Linked DNA regions of Mus musculus: region 1 is linked to region 2. The links are chromatin contacts, called in public promoter capture Hi-C maps. All regions are on one chromosome and are shown on one strand. Each heading gives the region's core, a stretch centred on a gene start, on an enhancer-like site or on the middle of the called end of the contact. The rest is flanking DNA. Distances are from core to core; before and after follow the strand shown. Region 1 holds the start of Stmn4 (stathmin-like 4). Region 2 holds the start of Ephx2 (epoxide hydrolase 2, cytoplasmic).

Region 1 (3,269 bases), core at 545-3,044, 220 kb before region 2:
GTATTTGGATAGCAACACATTTATACACAGATATACATCTAGCTAAAATATATAGAATTAAATAGGCACAAAAAAACACAAGCCATTATACAAGGTGTGTTCTGCCTTCCCCCACCCCACCCCACCCACTCTGTCCAGTCTAATTGTATTTTTTAAATATCAGTTACATTCTACAAAATTGATCTCATTATCCTAGTTAGATTTCAGTCTGCAGTTCAAAGACCCTGATCTGACATAACCTTCACAGTAATATAAAGATGCCTAGTATCTCTCTGCTGGGTGTCATCCAGCCCCCACCCCCATGCTGTCAGGTCAGGGATGGGGCTCTCACTTCCCACAAGGCAGTAGGCTCTGTGATGGACCCACCTAGCAGGTCACTTCCCAGTTGTTCCAGATGGGTGGAGTTGGGGGAAAGAAGTCTGGAGCCAGCTAGAGGGATCTCAGCAGCTTAGGAAAGGACCAAGAACACAGCTTTATCCACAGGCAGGGAGCAAGGTGGGCTGGCGGCAAGGGCATGGAACTGGGTGGCTGTGGCTGCCTTCTGGCTTTACATTGACCTGCCCCCTTTGTCTTTGCTTCCCTCCACCACTATCATTATTTCCACATCTGGTGCATGATCTCATCTCCCAAGCACCCATCTGAGGGAGAACTCCCACCCCCCAGAGGACCCAACCTTAGGGGAGACAGATTCCCACACATTCCATCTCTACCCTTCCCCCCTCAGAACTCCAGCAGGTCACCATCAGGTCATCCCATCTGCTGCTTGGTGTTGGGGTATAGGGTATCCCTGTTTGGGGTCTTCAGAGGGTGACCTAAAGCTGTCTGACCTGTCCTCTAAAGTCTCCCCAAGAACTGTCCAGGTTGAGGACAATGAGGCTCCTCCACACCTGGGCAGATATAATTTTCCTGGGAGATATAAAACAAAGACAGCGCTGCCACGTGGGAACACAGCTATCAGACGGACATCAAAGCTCTGGATCCCTATATGTGGGGGTGAGGGGATGCTAAAACTCCTGGCTGGGGCTGTGGGCTGAGCCTGAAGGGGGCTAGCTGTGACTGGTCAAGATCAGAGAGCCTGGGTGTGGCAGTCCTGCAAGCTTGCATCCTCTGCCTTAGAGCCAGTTGCTGAGCCAGTTAGAATTAGGCTAACCTCAGGGTGGGGCGGGGCAAGGAAGAGGGGATGATCTCACTGTATCCTTAGGGCCAAGAGAGAAAAAGCAAGACTGCACAGAACTAAGGAAGAAAGACAAGATAGTCCCGAAAAGCAAATACAACAAGAACAGATGAAAATTTCACAGAGTTTCATCCACTGAAATAGGGTCTTCAGTCAGAGCAGCCCCAGAGGAAGCCGAGCTCCAGTAAACCTTCCTCTCCCAAAACCAAACATTTTTTAAAATGAAGAAATAACTCAGCTTGAACCTCCGACATATCCCACTCATCTGGAACAAAAATGATGCCCTGAACCCACCCTCGCCCCTCTTCAAGCGCCATCATTTTGCCTCACCCTGCTTCCCCCCAGAATTTGACAAAGTTTAATCCACTCAGTGAAACCAAAGGCAACACAATAGACACCAGACCCTCCGGTTTCTCTCTCCTCTGTGGCTGCTGTTTTGTTTCTTTTGTTTAAAACCCCCGCCCTCACCCCACCTCCGATTGTCCATATCTCAGTTTTACTTACCTGCAGTCCGGTTTCCAAAGCGAGCTGTTCTCTTCTCACTCCTTCAATTAGTGGTACCCTGGGCTTCTCTCAACATCAGCACCACTGCTGGGCTCTCATCATGACATCACCTCCGAGCTCCCTGATTGGCTAGCGGTGGGTTGCTTGGCAATTGGACAGTCTCCTTTGGTGGAGCCGGGGTTGCCTGAGTGAGTAACTTAGAAGGCTGGGGAGTGAAAGATGATGTCAGACAAAGAGCCTGCTCGCCCCCTCCCAACCCCCGCCCCACACGCACCGGCTGCCTGTGGGGCTGGGGAAGCAGAAGGGGAGAGGATGACCAGGAGTCAGGAGAGGGTGTGGTATGAAAAGGTGGAGGTTCCAGCACAGCTGGCAGCTTTCTAGCTAGGGGAAGGATGGATGACTTGAGGAATCTTTAGCTGTTCAAATCTGGGGTAGGGAGACTATAAAATCTAGAGGAGCAAGAGTAAGGGCAGATGACCCCTAAATACATCCCCCTGAAGACTTGGTGCTGACACATGTGGAGAATAGTTTAGATGGGAGGGGGAAACTGAAGAATCCCCAGGAGCCGGTGAGAGCTCTAACCTCACAGGTGTCCCAGGAATGTAGGGTTTCCCATTGCACGCCTCAAAAACACGCTCCTCCCTCTCTTTTACAGAATCTACGTAGCACTAATGTGTCTTCACAGCCCACTCGGCCAGCCTGGGCCAATCAGAGGGAGCCACAGGTAGGAAATTAAACTGGAGATCATTACACCAAGGGCATTCCTAAATGTGGTGGATTCCTGGAGAACAGAGATGGATCACTGGTGATAGCTTTCCTTGGGGACTGAGGGGACCCTCTGTGCAAATGCATCAGCTGGTCACACATTGCCCGTCTGCTGCAGGCAGCTGTTGCAGGGGGGAGGGGGAGGGAGGACAAATGGCCCTGTGGAGCAGAACTCCCCCTCTAAGTTCCCTCCTATGAATCCCCTGTCCTCACCTCCAGTCTTCCTTCAGTTCATTCCCTTTTCTTAGAAGGGTGCACTATGTTGTTGTAATATATTCAAACTGTGAAGTTTATTCTTTTAACTACTCCCAAGAATACATTCCGATTGGTGATTGTGCAGCCACCATGCTGTGTAAAGCCCGTCACCTCCCATCTTCAGAACTCTCTCATCCCTCCTAACTTCCATCCATACCCTCAAACCATAAATCCACCTTCCCCAACCTCTGTCTCCTGCGCAGCTCAATAAAGATGCCTGTCCTGGGCGCTTAGTGGAAGCTATCATACAATATCTGTCCTCCTGAGTCAGACTTCCTTCTTTCACGTGTTTGACTATCTTTGAGAAAGATTTGCTTGGTATTGATTGGCATCACACATCCTCACCCTCACCCTCATCCCCTAGACTGAGAACACACAAATCACATTGAATTCAACCCAGACTTTGAGATGAGGAATTTTTTTTTCTTTTTCATTGTTGTTTGAGACATGGTCTTGCTATGTAGACCAGGCTGGCCTTGAACTCATAGAGAGCTACCTGCCTCTCTCCTCTCTTGTGAGAGCTGGTGTGAAAGGCATACACTACCACACCCAGGTTTGAGGAGAGTTTTTA
Region 2 (3,511 bases), core at 538-3,037:
GTTCACAGATTTGGAAATGTCTTCCCACGAATGGTTGACCTCATTGACCTCAAAGCAACAGTACATAACAAAACCTGTCACCTCAGGGACAGAATGCAAAGGAGAGAAACAATGAGGGGCCAGGGTCCCAATATATTCTTGAAAGACGTATCTCCAATGACCAGAAGACCTCCCTTGGGCCTTCAACTCTTCAAAGTTTGGCTCTCTCATAACAGTGCCATTGGTTGGGGGTCAAATCTTTAGAGAAGATTTAACCAAGTCATAGGCTCTTGGAAGGAGCCGTTGTTGAAGGTGAGACCAAAGCAGAGTTCAGCCTTAGTCTGGAGCCTTGGAGGACCATTTCATGGCCAAGCAAAGTTGTTGGATGTGCAAATCTGGAACTCAAAGGAAAGTCTGTCAAATCAGAGACTTATTTAAGAGTTTGTATACAAGCTTATATATGCAGCTGAGGTTAACACTGAGTGCTTGAGCCTTCTACCTCTGCATCTGGAATGCTGGAATTACAGGCAGACGGGACCATACCCAGCTCACGTTCTCTCTCGTTCTGTCTTCAGGCCCAGGACCATCTCCTTCCTTCCTTCCTTCCTTCCTTCCTTCCTTCCTTCCTTCCTTCCTCCCTCCCTCCCTCCCTCCCTCCCTCCCTCCCTCCCTCCCTCCCTCCCTCTCTCTCTCTCTCTCTTTCTTTCTTTCTTTCTTTCTTTTTTTTTTCTTCAGTTTTTCAAGACAGGGTTTCTCTATATGGCCCTGGCTGTCCTGGAACTCACTTTGTGGCCTCGAACTCAGAAATCTGCCTGCCTCTGCCTCCCAAGTGCACCACCATGCCCAGCTATCTCGTTTATTTCTTAAACACTCCATCCACTACAGGCACTCTCAAAAGACCCTTTCTGTTCTCAGGGCAACACCCCCACATTTTCAGCCACTTTCCATTTCTTAGGTGTGAATCTCAGAAAACACAAACTGCCCCAGACAAGACTTGAGGCAAGAAGAGGAAGTGTCTGAAAGACTCACAAAAATTAACCCACAGTAGGGCCATTTCCCACCACCTAACACGCAGCAACCAGAGCAAAGGAAGAAGCCAATTCCCGGTTTCAGTAAGGGAGGCAGTCTTTCACAACAGCCTTGGACTAAACGGTGGATTTGTTAATTAACTCATTAGTAGAGGAGGTTTCTCTTTTTTCTCTTAACTAGGGAGAGCACTGGGCCAAGGGGCAGGAAGGTTCCAGAAACCTCCAAGAAGCCCAGCTCACTTTTAAACAATACAGTGTAGAAAAAGGAAACAGACTCGATTAATTTCTTTTAATCCTCAAGAGAAAAAGTATTCTGGGTTAGCACACCAAGACAGGAGGCTGTCTTGCATTCCAGAAACACTGCTAGAAGAAGCAGGCAGATGTGAGGGGGTTGCAAAGATGTGGACCACATTTAGAGAAGAGGGTCCACAGATCCCAACATACATGGGATATGCCAATCAAGACCAAATACTGAAGGAGAAAATGTTTAGAATATTCCGTCTCCTCCAACCTGCCTCCTCAAGACCCCTCTCTCCCCATACCAAGCCTGTTTCCAAACGGTCAAAGTCTGAGAATTGGGGAGCCTTGGCAGGGTTTCTAGTCCTTAGGCTAAGGAGGAAAAAGTGGCCAAGACCAGGATTGACACTTGGGTGGGACATCCAGCAAGAAGCTCCGGGCTAGGCAGCTGATCAGTAGGCAGGGCAGTGTCAGTACTGGGCGGGGCGGGGCGGGGCGGGGCGGGGCGAGGGGCGGTGCTGAGATTGGCACGACCCTAATCTTAGGTTCCCACAGCCAGCCTCCCCACTCTAGGCCACAGCCTTCCAGCTTCGTGTCTGTGTCAGCTTGACGCTGCAGCCCGGGCCGCCATGGCGCTGCGTGTAGCCGCGTTCGACCTTGACGGAGTGCTGGCCCTCCCCTCTATCGCCGGGGCTTTCCGCCGCAGCGAAGAGGCCCTGGCACTGCCTAGGTAAGGGGAGCCGCGCTGGGTCAGTGTCCCGCCTGGTGCCCTGTCCATACGTCCAGCCCAGGTTTCAAATTGCTTTCCAGGTGAGCCTGGGCAAGATCAAAATCATTACCTGGTGTTAAAATGCCAGCGTGCACGAGTAGATCTATTGCCCTTCTAAATGCTAAGTAATTAAAACTTGCTTTAAAAAAAAACTCCTTCATGAAAAGAGGCGTTATTACCATTTGCTGCCGGATTAATGCTACTGAACTGGGTCTTTAAAATACCCGCCGCGATTTACAAGAAAGTTCAGTCCTAGGCCAGCGTTATAGGAGAACTAGTGCAAGAGCAGGTTACAGAAATGTCCCACAGCCCAGGGAAACGGGAACCTGGGAGGCAGTCACTAATATCAGAAAGTAGTAGCTCTGATTCAGACCGAGGAGGGAGGAAGCAGGAAACAGTAGAAAATGTCTGGAATAAATATATCAAAATATCCAGACATGGGACTGGAGAGACGACTAAAGTTAAGAAAGTGCTCTTTCGAGCCACCATGTGGTTTCTGGGATTTGAACTCAGGACCTTTGGAAGAGCAGGGCAATAGTGGCACACGCCTTTAATCCCAGCACTTGGGAGGCAGAGGCAGGCGAATTTCTAAGTTTGAGGCCAGCTTGGTCTACAGAGTGAGTTCCAGGACAGCCAGGGCTACACAGAGAAACCCTGTCTCGAAAAAAAAAAAAAAAGCAAAACACAAAAACAAACAAGAAAGAAAGAAAGAGAAAGAAAGAAAGAAAGAAAGAAAGAAAGAAAGAAAGAAAGAAAGAAAGAAAGAAAGGTGTTCTTGCTGAACTTTTGAGGCCCAGCAACCAAGTCAGGCGGCTCCGGCGGATCTGACTCCCCCTTCTGACGTCTTATGATACCTGTATGCACAGATGCACACACAAACACATAATTTAAGGCCATTGTTTAAGACAGGGTTTCTCTGTGTAGCCCTAGCTGTCCTGGGACTAGCTTTATAGAGCAGTCTAGCCTCGAACTCAAAAGAGCCGCTTGTCTTTGCCTTCTAAGTGCTGAGACTAAAGGCACCCCCACCACCCAGCTACATGTAATTTAAGAAGTAATAACAATAATTTTTTAAAGATCCAGACATCATTCATTGTATCTGAGTTCATGTATAATTTTTTTCTACTTTTTTCTCTTTTTATTTTCCAAACTTTCAGTTTAAAAAAGATGTTTTATAATCAGAAAGGAGGAAAACATATTTATTTTTAAAAAAATTAAAAAAAAAATGAAAGATCACTCTAGTATCACCCAAGGAAAAGAACAAATGGGTAATTTCAAATTACCACTGAGGGGAAGAGGCCTAAGGGCAGCTTGAGTCTGGGAGATCTGCCTCATTTGATGGTTCTTGAATTCTTATGATAACAAAGGCCAACCGGGATTAACCTTTATACTATAGAAATCTTGCAAGTCAACCCAAAGGATGCAGAGAGCGGCTTGTTTGATCACACTGTAGGTGGCCTCAGCCTTGCTTGATCACACAGTAGGTAGCCTCCCTGGCTGA

What was found. Promoter capture Hi-C pulls out the DNA fragments that hold promoters and counts their contacts.
Region 1: a contact with region 2 is called in a promoter capture Hi-C map of neutrophils, with 3 times the contacts expected there. The contact joins the promoter of Stmn4 here to the promoter of Ephx2 in region 2. A contact is called at or near these places in 7 of 39 promoter capture datasets (the C10 cell line, the HPC-7 cell line, embryonic stem cells and 4 more) and 2 of 9 other capture datasets (adipose tissue and liver).

Annotation. Positions count from the first base shown.
Region 1 is chr14:66,342,821-66,346,089 of GRCm38.p6, reverse strand. It overlaps Stmn4 (stathmin-like 4), which reads right to left and starts at 1,794. Exons shown (of 6, transcript NM_019675.3): 1 at 1,679-1,794. Gm41183 (a long non-coding RNA gene) reads left to right here and starts at 2,361. Exons shown (of 3, transcript XR_874729.2): 1 at 2,361-2,402.
Region 2 is chr14:66,122,798-66,126,308 of GRCm38.p6, reverse strand. It overlaps Ephx2 (epoxide hydrolase 2, cytoplasmic), which reads left to right and starts at 1,787. Exons shown (of 19, transcript NM_007940.4): 1 at 1,787-1,974. The coding sequence starts at 1,874.